Regions from separate parts of the Pan troglodytes genome. Here region 1 is linked to region 2. The links are chromatin contacts, called in public HiChIP or PLAC-seq maps. All regions are on one chromosome and are shown on one strand. The core of a region is the stretch at or near the end of the contact, and the rest is flanking DNA. Distances in the headings are between cores, read along the strand shown. Region 1 holds the start of C16H16orf87 (chromosome 16 C16orf87 homolog). Region 2 holds the start of VPS35 (VPS35 retromer complex component).

Region 1 (6,343 bases), core at 2,734-5,233, 140 kb after region 2:
CACTTTTTTAAAAAAAGATTTAGGTTGTTTGTATGTTTTATAAGTAAAACGGATTTTTTATTTATTTATTTATCTTTTTTTTTTGAGACGAAGTCTCACTCGTCCGCCAGGCTGGAGTGCAATGGCGCGATCTTGGCTCACTGCAACCTCTGCCTCCCAGATTCAAGTGATTCTCCTTCCTTAGCCTCCTGTGTAGCTGGGATTACAGGTGCCTGTCACCACGCCCGGATAATTTTTGTATTTTTAGTAGAGATGGGGTTTCACCATGTTGGCCAGGCTGGTCTCGAACTCCTGACCTCAGGTGATCCACCCACCTCGGCCTTCCAAAGTGCTGGGATTACAAGGTGTGAGCCACCATGCCCAGCCTGGATTTTTTAAATCTGAAAAAAAAAAAAAAATTCTGGTCCTATAGTGTTTCACTGATTTTTTTACTTTTTTTTTTTTTGAGACGGAGTCTCTGTCGCCCAGGCTGGAGTACAGTGGTGCGATCTCGGCTCACTGCAACCTCTGCCTCCCGGGTTCAATCAATTCTCCTGCCTCAGCCTCCCGAGTAGCTGGAACTACAGGTGCATGCCACCACACCCAGCTAATTTTTTAGTAGAGACAGGGTTTCACCGTGTTAGCCAGGATGGTCTGGAACTTCTGACCTCGTGATCCACCTGCCTCGGCCTCCCAAAGTACTGGGATTACAGGTGTGAGCCACTGCACACAGCCATTTAACTGATTTTTTAAAAGCTCCAAAATAATTACATTACAGAAAACTCATTTATATTCTTTACTACTGAAAGAACCAAAGGAACTTATACCAGACATATTTTATATACATCACATAAAATGTCCTTTAAATTTAAAAAAAGCTGCTCTATTTTTTTTAAAAATGAAGGCAAAAACAGAAGCATACACAAAAGATACCAGAAAACTGACAAGAATCTTGAGCACTGATGCACACAAAATGGCTCAGTAATTTTGAGTGATTGATGGATATGAAACCCCTTGAAAATGAAAAGCACTGTGGTTTAAGATGTTTTAGAATGATATGTTCAATAGAAGCCTGCAAAGGAGATGTTACAAAGCAGTTGAAAATCTAGCTTTTTCTTCTTTGCTGATCTCTGTACCCATTTTTCAAACTTACACACACACATAAGTAAATCTAATCAACTGGGAAATCTCAAATTTAAAGATTTTACATTTATGTTTATAAACTATACCTAAATTCGAATTTAATTTTTTTTAGGCAACTTAGAATCATAGCAGTATTCTAATGTTTAGAAAATGGCTTTCTGGATTATAATCATATTCTGGCTTATAACTAAAAGAAGCTAGTACTTTTAAATAATGAGAAAGCTAAAATTAATCCATTATTTTTTCACATCAGGTTCATATCACCAGAAGTTTTAATTAGTCCTTATGTATGTTATATTCACTTAAGTATTTGGAATAAAGGACAAAACAAACCAACTCATTAAATTATGTACTAGTTTGCTATGGGTGGAATTATGCACCCCTCGACATCCAGATTCATATATTGAAGCCTTAACCGCAATGTGATGGTATTTGGAGATGGGCCATTTGAGAGAGAATTAGGTTTAAATTAAGTCATGAGCGTGGTGCCCTCATGATGTGATTAGGGACCTTTTAAGAAAAGGGAGAGAGCTTGACCCTCTTTCTGCCATGTGAGGACACCAAGAAGACAGCCATCTGCAAGCCAAGAAGAGAGCCCTCACCAGAACATAATCATGCTTTTGTTATGGCAGCCAAAGCTGGGTAAGCTGATTTTATATGAAAGAATAAATATGGGGGAGGGGGTGTATAACAAAATGAATGTGATCTTTCCAAATAAAACGCTGATCTTGTTTTGTTGAACAGTTTTTCAGAAACTCCTATAAGTTTATTATCCTTTGCTCTTTTATATAAAAATAGCCATAAAAAGTGGCTATTTTTCCCAAAAGGTTGCTTTATGCCAATTAGAACAAAGTCAGGATTTGCAAATACTTGTGCCTTACAGAAATTGGAATGCATAACGCATACCATGTAAACCTTACACTTCTACACAATTAACTGCAATAATTGGAAATGATTTAAACACTGAAATAATCTCCCGCAAAGAGTCATATTGCAAAGTCCAGTTTTGTCAAAATTTAACAAATTTAGTTCAGTAGTAAGAATGAAAGTAACTCTTTGGAAAACATGACTAAACTGTTTTTATACTGCATACTGGTATAGCTCCTACACTGTATTTCTTGCACAACCTTTTTCTGATAAGCATTTTTACTACAGCCCATAAAGGATACTTAATAAAACATGTAACATGTTTTCTGTTAAAAGATTTGAAAAACCTACAAGAATTCTCCTTGAAAAATGCACTAAAATCAGCTTATTAAAAAGTCTCCAGCCATTTCAAATTACTCTTGATTAAAAAAAAAAAAAAAAGGCGGTGGGGGGAGGGGAGGAGAGAAAGGTAGTCATTTTTTAAAAATCCACTCAGTGGAAAAGGAAAAAACACACCCAGATCTACATGTTGGTAACAAACGAGGGCCTTACGAATGGTTTCAACTGAAGTAGTTTTAACTCATTAGATGTTAAGGCTTAAAGGAATGTCTATTATTCCAGTAAAGAATTGAGACACGCTTCAACACAGCGATCACTGAAATGAGATGTTTTAAATTACAACTATTACACCATGAACTCAATGTAGAAAGGAATCGTTTCAAATTCAAGAAACGAGATAGAGAGATAGAGACAGAGAGACAGAGAGAGAGAGAGAGAGAGAGAGAGAGAGACATTCAGACAGACAGGTATACAGATCTGGAAGCAGACAGGCCAAATTTGTTAACAGTGGATACTGCGAGGGGTGGGGAAGTAAGGAGCGCCCAAAAAGGAGGAAGGGCTTAAACAGGGGCTTTATTCAATCATGACCCATTAACAACGATGTAAAGGCAGGATTCGCGATTGCACAGCAAAAATATAATAAATACATGAGGAAGGGGAAAAAATCTCCAAATTCGCCGAAACTCAAAATCATTACACGCGGCCCCCTTTGTCCCACTCAGGCGCCCGCCCCGGTCGCGGAGGGGCCGTTTTGGGGAAGCCCCGCACCCGTCGGAACCGGGAACAAAGCCGCCCCGGCCGCAGGAGGGGCTCTCGGAGCCAGGGCCTGGCCTCGGAGGCGGGCGTGCGGCGCACTCTCGCCGGGGCTGCGGCCCGCAGGCTCCCACCGCTGTCACCGCCGCCGGCGAGGAGAGTCTGGGGCTCCAGACAGCCGCCCGGTGAGCCCACCAAAGGCGCGCTCCTCCAGTGGCCGGGACACATCAAGAAGGGGCTTGGCCGTCTGGCCGCCGCCAGGTGGACGCTGGCGGGCCACGGCCCCGGGCTTTTCCCGGGAAACCCCTCGGTGCAGCCCGACCGGCCCCGGACCCCCGCCGCCGCCGGCGGGCCCCAGGATCTGCCCACCGCTCGGCCTCCGGGAGCCCGGCGAGGCCCCCTCCACAGACAACGGCCGCCAAGCCACTGCCGCCCGCCCGCGCGCCCGGCCCCCGGCACCCACCTGTTGGTCGCACTCGGGGCATGATTTGGTGGCCATCTTCACTTTCTTGGCTCGAGTTGCAGACATGCTCCTCTCCCTTAGCGGCGGCAGCAGCGACGGCTCGAGCTCCTCCCCTCACACTTCGGCAGCCCGGCCTCCGCCCGCCCAGTCCCCGCGGGCCTCAAACAAGCCTCTGGCGGGTGCGCGCGCGCGCGTGCGCGAGCTCGCGCGGGACCTGCGCGCCAAGGGGGCGGGGCGGAGCGTCGGCCGGCGGCTCCTGGGGACCGCGACACGCGCTCCCACGGCGGCTCGCGACCCACAGCCCGCCCGCGAGCTCGCCCAGAGTATCACGAGACGAGGGGAGACCTTCCCCCGCCTCCGCCAGACCGCCCCGGCGCGGCAGTGGCCACGCCTCCTCTCGGCCTGGCCGACTGCGAGGGGGCAAGGCCTGGGCGGGACTCGGCAGTAACGGGCGTCGAGTTCGACCAACGAATGCATAGGTAGGGCGGGCCGTAGTGCTGGGCACGCCCCATCCCCACAGAGACCGTGGGAGCGAAGGCTGGGGAATGAATGGTGAAGGGCGTAGCGTGGATCCTGGCATTTAATAAACTTAAGTAGATGTTACCAAGGCTAATCATTGAGAAATTATGATAGACATTTTATGAGACCACTGGACCCAGCAGCGGAGTGAAAATTCATTTATTTATTCAATATATAATTGCCTAAGTCCCACTGTCAGGAAAATTTGAATAAAATGCAGTGTCAGCCTTCAAGGAGCAGCCTTGCTGTGTAAACCAGTGCTACTCACTATCAAGATGAGGGATCAGATGTTTTTCTTTTTCCAATCTGTCCGTGACTGATACTTACTAAATTAACATTAAAATTAAATTATTCGAGGCTGGGCGCAATGGCTCACGCCTGTAATCTCAGCACTTTGGGAAGCCGAGGAGGGCGGATCTCTTGAGCCCAGGTGTTCCAGACCACCCTGGGCAACATAGCGAGACCCCCATCTCTACAAAAAGTAAAAGATTTTTAAAAATTAGCTGAGCGTGGTGGCCCATGCCTGGAGTCCTAGCTAGTAGAGAGGCTGAGGTGGGAGGATCGCTTGAGCCTATGAGATTGAGGCTTCAATGAGCCGAGATTGTGGCCACTGCACTCCAGCCTGGGCGACAGAGCGAGACTCCGTCTCAAAAAAAAGAAAAAGAAAGAAAAAGTGAAATTTAAAAACAACTATGCAAAACGTAAGCTTACTTTTAAATATTTAATTTGACAGACCCAAAGTTATACTTAATAAACAATCAGAACAAACATAACAGAAAGAAAATTTACAAACTGTACACTTGGCTCAGAGAAAATTTACCAATATGCATTTATTACAGAGACTGGCTATTCCACTGATAACTTTTTATTCTACAATTGTTAACTAAAGGAAAGTTATGAGTTACAATTTTACATAGTAAATGCCTGTAAGCACACTTTGTATAAATAACAGGTATATAAATGTTTAAAGCTTTTAATATGAAACCCACGAGATTGCTTCCTGTTTGGTCCATTTACAGGCATACCTTGGAGGGACTGGGGGTTCAGTTCCAGGCCATTGCAAAAAAGAGAGCCACACTCAATTTTTTGTTGTTGTTTCCCAGTGTATATAATAAACATGTTTCCACTATACTGTAATATATTAAAAGTACAATAGCATTATGTCTAAAAAACAGTGTACACACGTTGATGTTAAAATTGGGCTAAAATTCCTGGGCAAAATGGTGAAACCCGTCTCCACAAAAAATTTAAAAATAGCCATGTGGTGACAGCGTATGCCTGTAGTCCCAGCTACTCAAGAGGTTGAGTTGGAGGATCCACTGAGCCCAGGAGGTCAAGGCTGCAGTGAACCATGATTGCGCCATTGCACTTCAGCCTGGGTGACAGAGAAAATCCCTGTCTCAAAAAAAAAAAAAAAAAGGAGTTAATCTTCTCAAACCCTGCCACTGCTTTATCAACTAATATTTATGTAATATTCTAAATCCTTTGTTGCCATTCCACTATGTTCACAGAATCTTCCCCAGGAGATTCCATCTCAAAAAACCACTTTCTTTGCTCCTTCGTAAGAAGTAACTCCTCATCTGTTCAAGTTTTATCATGAGATTGCAACATTAATCCCAGCACTTTGGGAGGCTGAGACAGGAGGATTGCTTGAGCTCAAGAGTTCGAGACCAACCTGGGCAACATAGTGAAACCTCATCTTCACAAAAAAATACAAATCTTAGCTGGGCATGATGTGCACCTGTAGTCCCAGCTACTTGGGAGGCTGAGGTGGGAGGAATGCTTGAGCCCAGGAGGTCGAGGCTGTAGTGAACCACAATCGTGCCACTGCACTCCAGCCTGGACAACAGAGTGAGACCCTGCTGTGTGTCCCGCATTTGCAATTACATCCTCCACTGAAGTCTTGAACCCCTCAAAGTCATCCATGAGGATTGTAATCAACTCCTCCCAAGCTCCTGTTAATGTTTATATTTTGACTTGCTTCCATGAGTCATGAATGTTCTTAGTACTATCTAAAATGGTAAATCATTTCCAGAAGGTTTTCAATTGACTTTGCCCAGATCCATCAGAGGAATTGCTATCTATGGCAGCAATAGCCTTACAAAATGTATTTCTGAAATAATAAGACTTGAAAGTCGAAATTACTCCTTAATCCATAGGTTACAGAATGGATTAGCAGGCATGAAAATAACATTAATTTCTTAAACCTCCATCAGAGCCCTTAGGTAACCAGGTGCATTGTCAATGAGTAATAATATTTTGAAAAGAATCTTTTTTTCC
Region 2 (7,149 bases), core at 1,373-3,872:
TGTGCAGAGCAAAGCAAAGATCATGAACTGATCACTTGGAAAACTACTCTCCACTCAAACAATGTGCTTTTCTTTCCTCTTCTATGAAACAGAGATGAGTACACCACTGTTATGAAGAACAAATGAAACCAAAGCTCAAAACGTGCCTACTACTTAGCAATAAGCACTTAATAAGTGCTATAATCATTATTCAGTTTAGATACAAATAATTATCTCCACTTATGTTAGAAACCTATTGTGGTTCAACCTCCCTGCTCATATGCTGTAGATGTAATCTGACAGTACAATGTAAACCAAATGTAACACTCATTTCTTCAAACAAAGGTACAGAATATCACGTTAATGAAAGAACTATTTTAAAAATGATGACATGGCATACATTGACAACTGAAGTAGAGAGAAATAAGGATGATGAGGGCATGACAACTTCAAAATATAATTTGAACACCAAACGGCTCTAACTTCATTTCCAATACATATCCCCAAGAATCCTCTGATGGAGCACACTGAACGTTTTGGCTTCATCTATTAGCAATACCTTTTCTTTCCACCTGGAGAATTTCTTTCCACCCTCTTTATAGTCTCAGTTCACGTTACTTCCTGTAGTCCTTCCCAAAATCCCCAGGCAAAACTATCCCTCCATGACCCCAAAGCACTGAGTTGACAATGTTAGTAAAGCAATCCACACACTGTATTACAGTTAAGTTCTACAAGCGTGTCTCCCCCAGTAGCCTCTTAAGTTCGACACTGGTACCCAGGGCCACAGTCCGTGACACTGAAGGCACACAAGATGTTTGATGAATTGAAGTGGATTCTGGAATTTTAGGGCTGGGAAGGGCCAAAGGGGCCGCCAACACTTGCTTTCGGATGCAAAAGTGCGACACCAAGAAGACTAAGCGAGCTGCCTAAATTATAGACAGTGACTGTGAAAGAACGAATACTCAAGTTTCCTTTCCCAATAAAATTCATGAGGACAAGACTGTGTGTCTGGCTGATTGCTCCCAACTGGTTCACCCAACAAAGAATCGGAGTGTGTAATACATCCTCAATTAAGTGTTTTCCATTACAAAACAATATAAATGTCAATCCATAAACGCTGGAAACACACAAATCCTAAAGTTAAATTTTGCGCCGGTCTTGTATCAATTCCCAATTATAAAAATCCTGAGAAACCGGCAAAATCACCTTGTACGGCAACATGTTATATGAAAATAGTATTTGTAAAACACTTAATCCTTTCTGGCATTAAGACATTTAAAGTGAAATCTGTTTCCAGGCTCACAGATTTACAGAAGCCTATCTACACAGAGTGAGTAAGGTAATTAAAGCGGACATACAGTATATACTCAAAAAATTTATTTACACAGTGCAGGCTATGTTAAACGCTAATAAAATGCAAGTGACAACTTGCCTTTGTGGGAACCAGACACAAAGATTCACATTTTGAGGAAGTTCAAGTTTACCGGCCAACAGCCACACCACGATTTGCTGCCGTCATAGACGGGCCCTAAGGAGAAGTACTGCTTCCAGCAAGTCAAATACTTGGATTTCATCAATGGCGAGACAAAAGAGGCAAGGTGCGCCCAATGCACAAATGCTAAAGTAAACAATCAGTCTCCTTTGCGACCGTCAGGATTAGAAGACAGCCTGAGTCCTTCCAGGAAATTCATGTAAGCAGGTCCCCAGAACTCGCTGACAAACACTGCAGCCGAAGGCGGGTATGAGGCCAAGAAAGGCCAAGGAACCACTGCGACCCCTCCAGGAGGGCGTGGGGACGGCCGAGCACAACTAGGCACAAAGGTAGAAACGCAACATCTGGGCGGGTCCCGGCGCCACCTCCGAGTCTCAAGGCCTCCACGCGCCCCGGGGGCCAGACGCTCAGACCTAGGACTACCGGTCCCCTCGTGGTAGGCAGGTGACCGATTCCACTTAAAGGAGGCCGCAGGCCTTCATGGACCCCAAAGCCTACATGCCAAGTCAACCCCACAGAGAGGCCGCCCCGTCTCTCAGCAACGGCCGCAGCCAAGAGCCGCCGCCCACCCCGGCCCGGATCAGCCTGCCCGCGGCCTTCCTCCTGCTGTCCCCTATCCCGCAGGCCAAATCGGGCTGGTCTTAATCCCGAACGGTCTGTGGGGCCCCTTCTCCACTCGCTGGAGTGCGGGGCGGTGGGAGAGAGCAGGGGCTACAAGGAAGGTCGACCGAGGTGCCACTGCCCCCTCAGCACTCACCATGGCGACTCCCCAGAGCCTGCAGCAAGCAGCACCCGCCCCGCGCGTAGCCTCCCGCGGTCATGTGACGCTGCGGCCCCTCCAAGCCCCGCCCTCCCTAGCCCCGCCCCCGGGCCCTACAGGCGGCTCATTGATTGGCCTACTTCTAGGAACCCGAGTCTCGCGTGCTTATTGGCCCTGTCACTTAACGCTAGATGGACGGAGCTGAGCGCCAGCCAGTCTCACCACAGCGTGCGAGAGTGGGCGGAGCAGTGCAGGGCAGTGGGGATCGCCCGGCGGCAGGCAGGAGACAACAGGAGGGAAAGGCAGTGTGTGATGAGTTTGTCAAGAAGGAATGGAAGGAGGGGGAGACGACAAGTCCACGTTCACCGCATCTGCGTTGGCGAGTGCGCTATTGATGCGCATGCGCAAAAGGAAGACCCTGATTGGTTTGTGGGACGGTCTCAACGTCCTGTCCTAACCAATCCAGATGCGCCGGGGGTGGGGCCTGGCTCTCACTGGCCGGTGCAGCCTTTGCGCGCGGGTTTCGTTGACCCGCGGCGTTCACGGGAGTTGTTCGATTTAGTGCCGGCGCCATGGGGTCGGAGCTGATCGGGCGCCTAGCCCCGCGCCTGGGCCTCGCCGAGCCCGACATGCTGAGGTGAGTTCGGCCGCGCAAGGCCAGGGCTGGGCTTCCGCCTCGCGGCCCTGGGCCCTCAGGTGAGGTCCGCGCCCTTCCCAGGCGACGGGCGGCGGGGGAGTGACGGGGAGCGCTGGGGCCGGGCGGGGTTTAGGGCCTACTTCAAGAAAAACTTCTCGGCCGTGAGCTTGAATGAGATGGCAAGAAGGGCGATAGCAAACGGCGATGGCACACGTCCCTGGGAACAGCCAGCCCTGTCCGTGGGTGGCACACGGTGGCAAAAAAATGAGCCAGGGAGAACTTTCCGTTCATTCCGCCAACGCCTACTGCAGTCGGGTTTATAGCGGCGAACCCGACAACGAGGCGCAGACCCCGCTGTCTGTAAGGGCGAGGACTGTGTAGACCTTAACCGGGCAATGCGCCAGAGCCACTGGGCTTGAGGTGGAGCGCGGCCAGCCACTGGGCTTGGGGTGGAGCGCGGCCTAGCGGCTGCCTTTAACACAAAGAAACAAACAAAACTCGGAAAAGCAGGCGCCGTTCCCGCTGAGGCCGGATTGATGGCAGATGCTAGGCGAGGAAAGATATGGCAAGAGCAGCCCAGGCAGGGGCGACAGCTCCTGTAAAAGCCTTGAGATGGGAAGCGGGATCCGGGGTTCGAAATAAAGCCATTGTAGCTAAAACGTGGAGCAGTCAGGCGAGGGAAGGCAAGGAAAACAGCACTTAAAAGATCTGAAGACAAACCTGCAGGACTCGGTAGTCATTTAGAACAGTGGTTCTCAAAATGTGGTTCCTGGACCAGCAACAGCCATATCATCTTGTCACTTGTTAGAAATACAAATTCTTGGGTCCCACCTCAAGCCTGCTGATCAGTAACTCGGCCTGGGACCCAGTAATTTGCAAGTCCTCAAGGTGATTTTCGCCTACAATTAAGCTTAAGAACTACTGATTTAAAGGAAATAGGAGGAAAGGAGGAACCCTGGTCTAACCTGCCTGTCTCTGATAGTTCATGCTTGTTCCAGTAATGGAAGGAGGAAAGAAGGGTAATTTTTTGGTCAAAATTTAACTTCCTTTTGCCTGAAAGCATTTGAGCACAGTGATGTTTGGAGGCAGTGCTGGTTCTGTCTTCCTCTCACCAGAGGATATGACCTTCATTCCCAGCCCCAGATAAACGAGCCACAGGAGTTAGGCTTAGTGTGAAGCTAACCAGGCTGTATTCATTGTTTACCAACGTGTTGAGCAAACTTCTGAATAAGTTGTAGCGAACACACTGCCCTTTTAACCAGGAAAGCAGAGGAGTACTTGCGCCTGTCCCGGGTGAAGTGTGTCGGCCTCTCCGCACGCACCACGGAGACCAGCAGTGCAGTCATGTGCCTGGACCTTGCAGCTTCCTGGATGAAGTGCCCCTTGGACAGGGTAAGTAGGTCCCACCGAATGTCTGAATAATCCAGTGCAACATTGAAGCTCTTTTAACTTTTGGTTGAACTAAACCCTAGTAAAAACTCTTGTTTTAGAATTGTCCTGGGTATTCTTGTGTGTTTTTCTGGAAATACTGTAGAATCATTTTGCATTGGAAAATATTTTTTTGCCATGTTTTCTTTACTCTTCACTGTTTTCCCTGACCACCTCTTTCTCGGCTAGATGCCATCTTCCACATTGCTGCTAGCATTACCCTCCTTTTAAAGCACGTATTTCCAAACCCCTATGCTTTTCTTCCAATGTCACAGTGTTTGAGAGAACAAGCTTTGGGATCAGTCAGGAGGAGTTGCATGTTGAGATCAAATCTCCACACTAGCTACCTCTGTTAGCCTCCAGTGTCCTCATCCATAAAGTGAAGATAAAATATCCAATTTCGCTGGATTATTATGAGGATTAAATGTACATAACACCATTAACACAGCACCTGTGTCATAACGATACACTCATTAAATGGTAATACTAAAAACAAAGCTTTGTTGATGACCATCAAACTCTCCAGCCTCTCTTGAATCCTGGCCTCAAGCTGCAGTATTCACTTAACAGACTCTGCACGTCAATGATTTGTGGCTTTGAAAATGCAATACCTTGTTTTTTTCCTGCAATGCTCTTCTGGCAAACTCCTATTTGTCTTACATGACCTTGCCTTATTGTTACATTGAAACTTTCCTTAAGTCTCCCAGACAGAGCTGGTTTCCCACAGTGGATCCTCCTGTTTCTTTTCCTAGTTTCCTTTTCCTCTTTCTCTCCTGCGCGCACACACACACACACACTCTCTCTCTCTCTCTCTCTCACACACACACACCACCCCGCCCCCTACTCCACTCCCGCTACTTCTCTCCTTCCTTTTCCCAATAAATTACACGTTAGCACCTTTGTATAAACACAAGTAACCATCTATGTGTTTCCTGTGGTTTTTTACTGCCTATTTTGACTATATTAATATTGTGTTATAATTTTAAATCATCTGTGCATATGCATGACTGCCTGCCTTTGCATAGTTTGAACTCTTTGAAAGCAGTACTTCCTCAGCCTGACATGATTACCAGTTTTTTGACTAAATGAAGCTAAACCTTTAGGTAGAGTGACTTGCCACAAAATTAATTTTGAAAAGTTATACTGCTTATTAAACAAGTGTTTAAGGGTACTAATATATAGAACTTAAGGTTTTTATGATTTGTGTATGTGTTTTTCCTTTCACAGGCTTATTTAATTAAACTTTCTGGTTTGAACAAGGAGACATATCAGAGCTGTCTTAAATCTTTTGAGTGTTTACTGGGCCTGAATTCAAATATTGGAATAAGAGACCTAGCTGTACAGTTTAGCTGTACAGAAGCAGTGAACATGGCTTCAAAGATACTAAAAAGGTATGGGGCATAAAGAACCTTAATTGAAAATGTATACCAATAGGCCGGGCGTGGTGGTTCACGCCTGTAATCCCAGCACTTTGGGAGGCCAAGTTGGGTGGATCATGTGGTCAGGAGTTCAAGACCAGCCTGGCCAACATGGTGAAACCCCATTTCTACTAAAAATACAAAAATTAGCTGAGCATGGTGTCATGCACCTGTAATCCCAGCTACTTGGGAGGCTGTGGCAGGAGAATTGCTTGAACCCAGGAGGTGGAGGTTGCAGTGAGCCGAGATTGCACCACTGCACTCCAGCCTGGATGACAGAGCAAGACTCCGTCTTGGGGCGGGGCGGCGGTGGCGGGCGGGGGGGGGGGGGGGACTAGAAAATTTATACTGATAGATACAAATTATCCATTGTCCTATTCTGGTTAATTTTCAGTCTTAAAAAAAATGACTCATGTTAAGTGACAGCACACATATCCATTTTAAAAGCTTGTAAGTTCTGGTTGATACTTTCAGTCTCTTTTCAAATAATATTTTCTAACAGATAATTCTGCAATAACTTCTCCTTTAGCTATGAGTCCAGTCTTCCCCAGACACAGCAAGTGGATCTTGACTTATCCAGGCCACTTTTCACTTCTGCTGCACTGCTTTCAGCATGCAAGTAGGTATTTCATTAAACATTCAGAAAAGTTACCAATTTACAAGTGGGTTTTTCATCCCCAAGGAATACTTCTAACTTAGTTGATATCAATTCAGAGCATATTTTCCCCTAGAAATAATATTAGGAATATTGGCCAAGTGACTATATTCCCAGTTTATCCCATAATGTAGCTAACAACTTGGAACTAGTGTTGCCAGAATTCCACTAGCCAAATAGCAGCTGTATACATATGCTGGGAATTCTGATTTCAGTCTGCCTTTTGTAAGAGATGATATCTGTCATTAAAACAGTCTTCACATGTGATTTTTCTGCTCATATTTTTTAAAAAGTACTGGTTGGGCCAGGCGTGGTGGCTCCCGCCTGTAATCCCAACGCTGGGAGGCAGAGGCAGGAGGACTGCTTGAGGCAAGGAGTTCAAGACTAGCCTAGACAGCATAATAAGACCCCAATCTCTTAAGAAAAAAAAAAAAAAATTAGCTGGGTGTCAGCGCATGCCTCCAGTCCTGGCTTCTCATCTACTCGGGAGGCTGAAGCTGAAGGCTCACTGGAGCCTAGGAGTTCTTGGTTATAGTGAGCTATGGTCACGCTACTACACTGCAGCCTAGGCAACACAGCAACACTGTCTCTTAAAAAAAAAACAAAAAAAAAAAACACTGGCTACAACTGTTCTTCAAGGAATTTATAACATTTTAGTGATAAATTCTCACATCTGAATCTTACAATTGTGGGTTATCTATGTGTATGCTGAAATGTTACCTTGGAAATATTAGTAATTGTTGATAATCTTTGTCTAAAGTTATCTTATTTTTATCTTGC

The links. HiChIP or PLAC-seq counts read pairs in DNA pulled down with a chosen protein or histone mark.
Region 1: a contact with region 2 is called in an H3K4me3 HiChIP or PLAC-seq map of stem cell-derived excitatory neurons, with 4 times the contacts expected there. The contact joins the promoter of C16H16orf87 here to the promoter of VPS35 in region 2. A contact is called at or near these places in 1 of 7 Hi-C or Micro-C datasets (stem cell-derived neural progenitor cells) and 1 of 1 datasets of contacts at active chromatin or transcription factors (stem cell-derived excitatory neurons).

What each region holds. Positions count from the first base shown.
Region 1 is chr18:44,857,037-44,863,379 of NHGRI_mPanTro3-v2.0_pri, forward strand. C16H16orf87 (chromosome 16 C16orf87 homolog) reads right to left here and starts at 3,984. Exons shown (of 4, transcript XM_016929787.4): 1 at 3,545-3,984. The coding sequence starts at 3,610.
Region 2 is chr18:44,716,391-44,723,539 of NHGRI_mPanTro3-v2.0_pri, forward strand. It overlaps VPS35 (VPS35 retromer complex component), which reads right to left and starts at 2,623. Exons shown (of 17, transcript XM_024349820.3): 1 at 2,454-2,623. It overlaps ORC6 (origin recognition complex subunit 6), which reads left to right and starts at 2,492. Exons shown (of 7, transcript XM_001161833.8): 1 at 2,492-2,868; 2 at 4,131-4,260; 3 at 5,524-5,687; 4 at 6,244-6,333. The coding sequence starts at 2,804.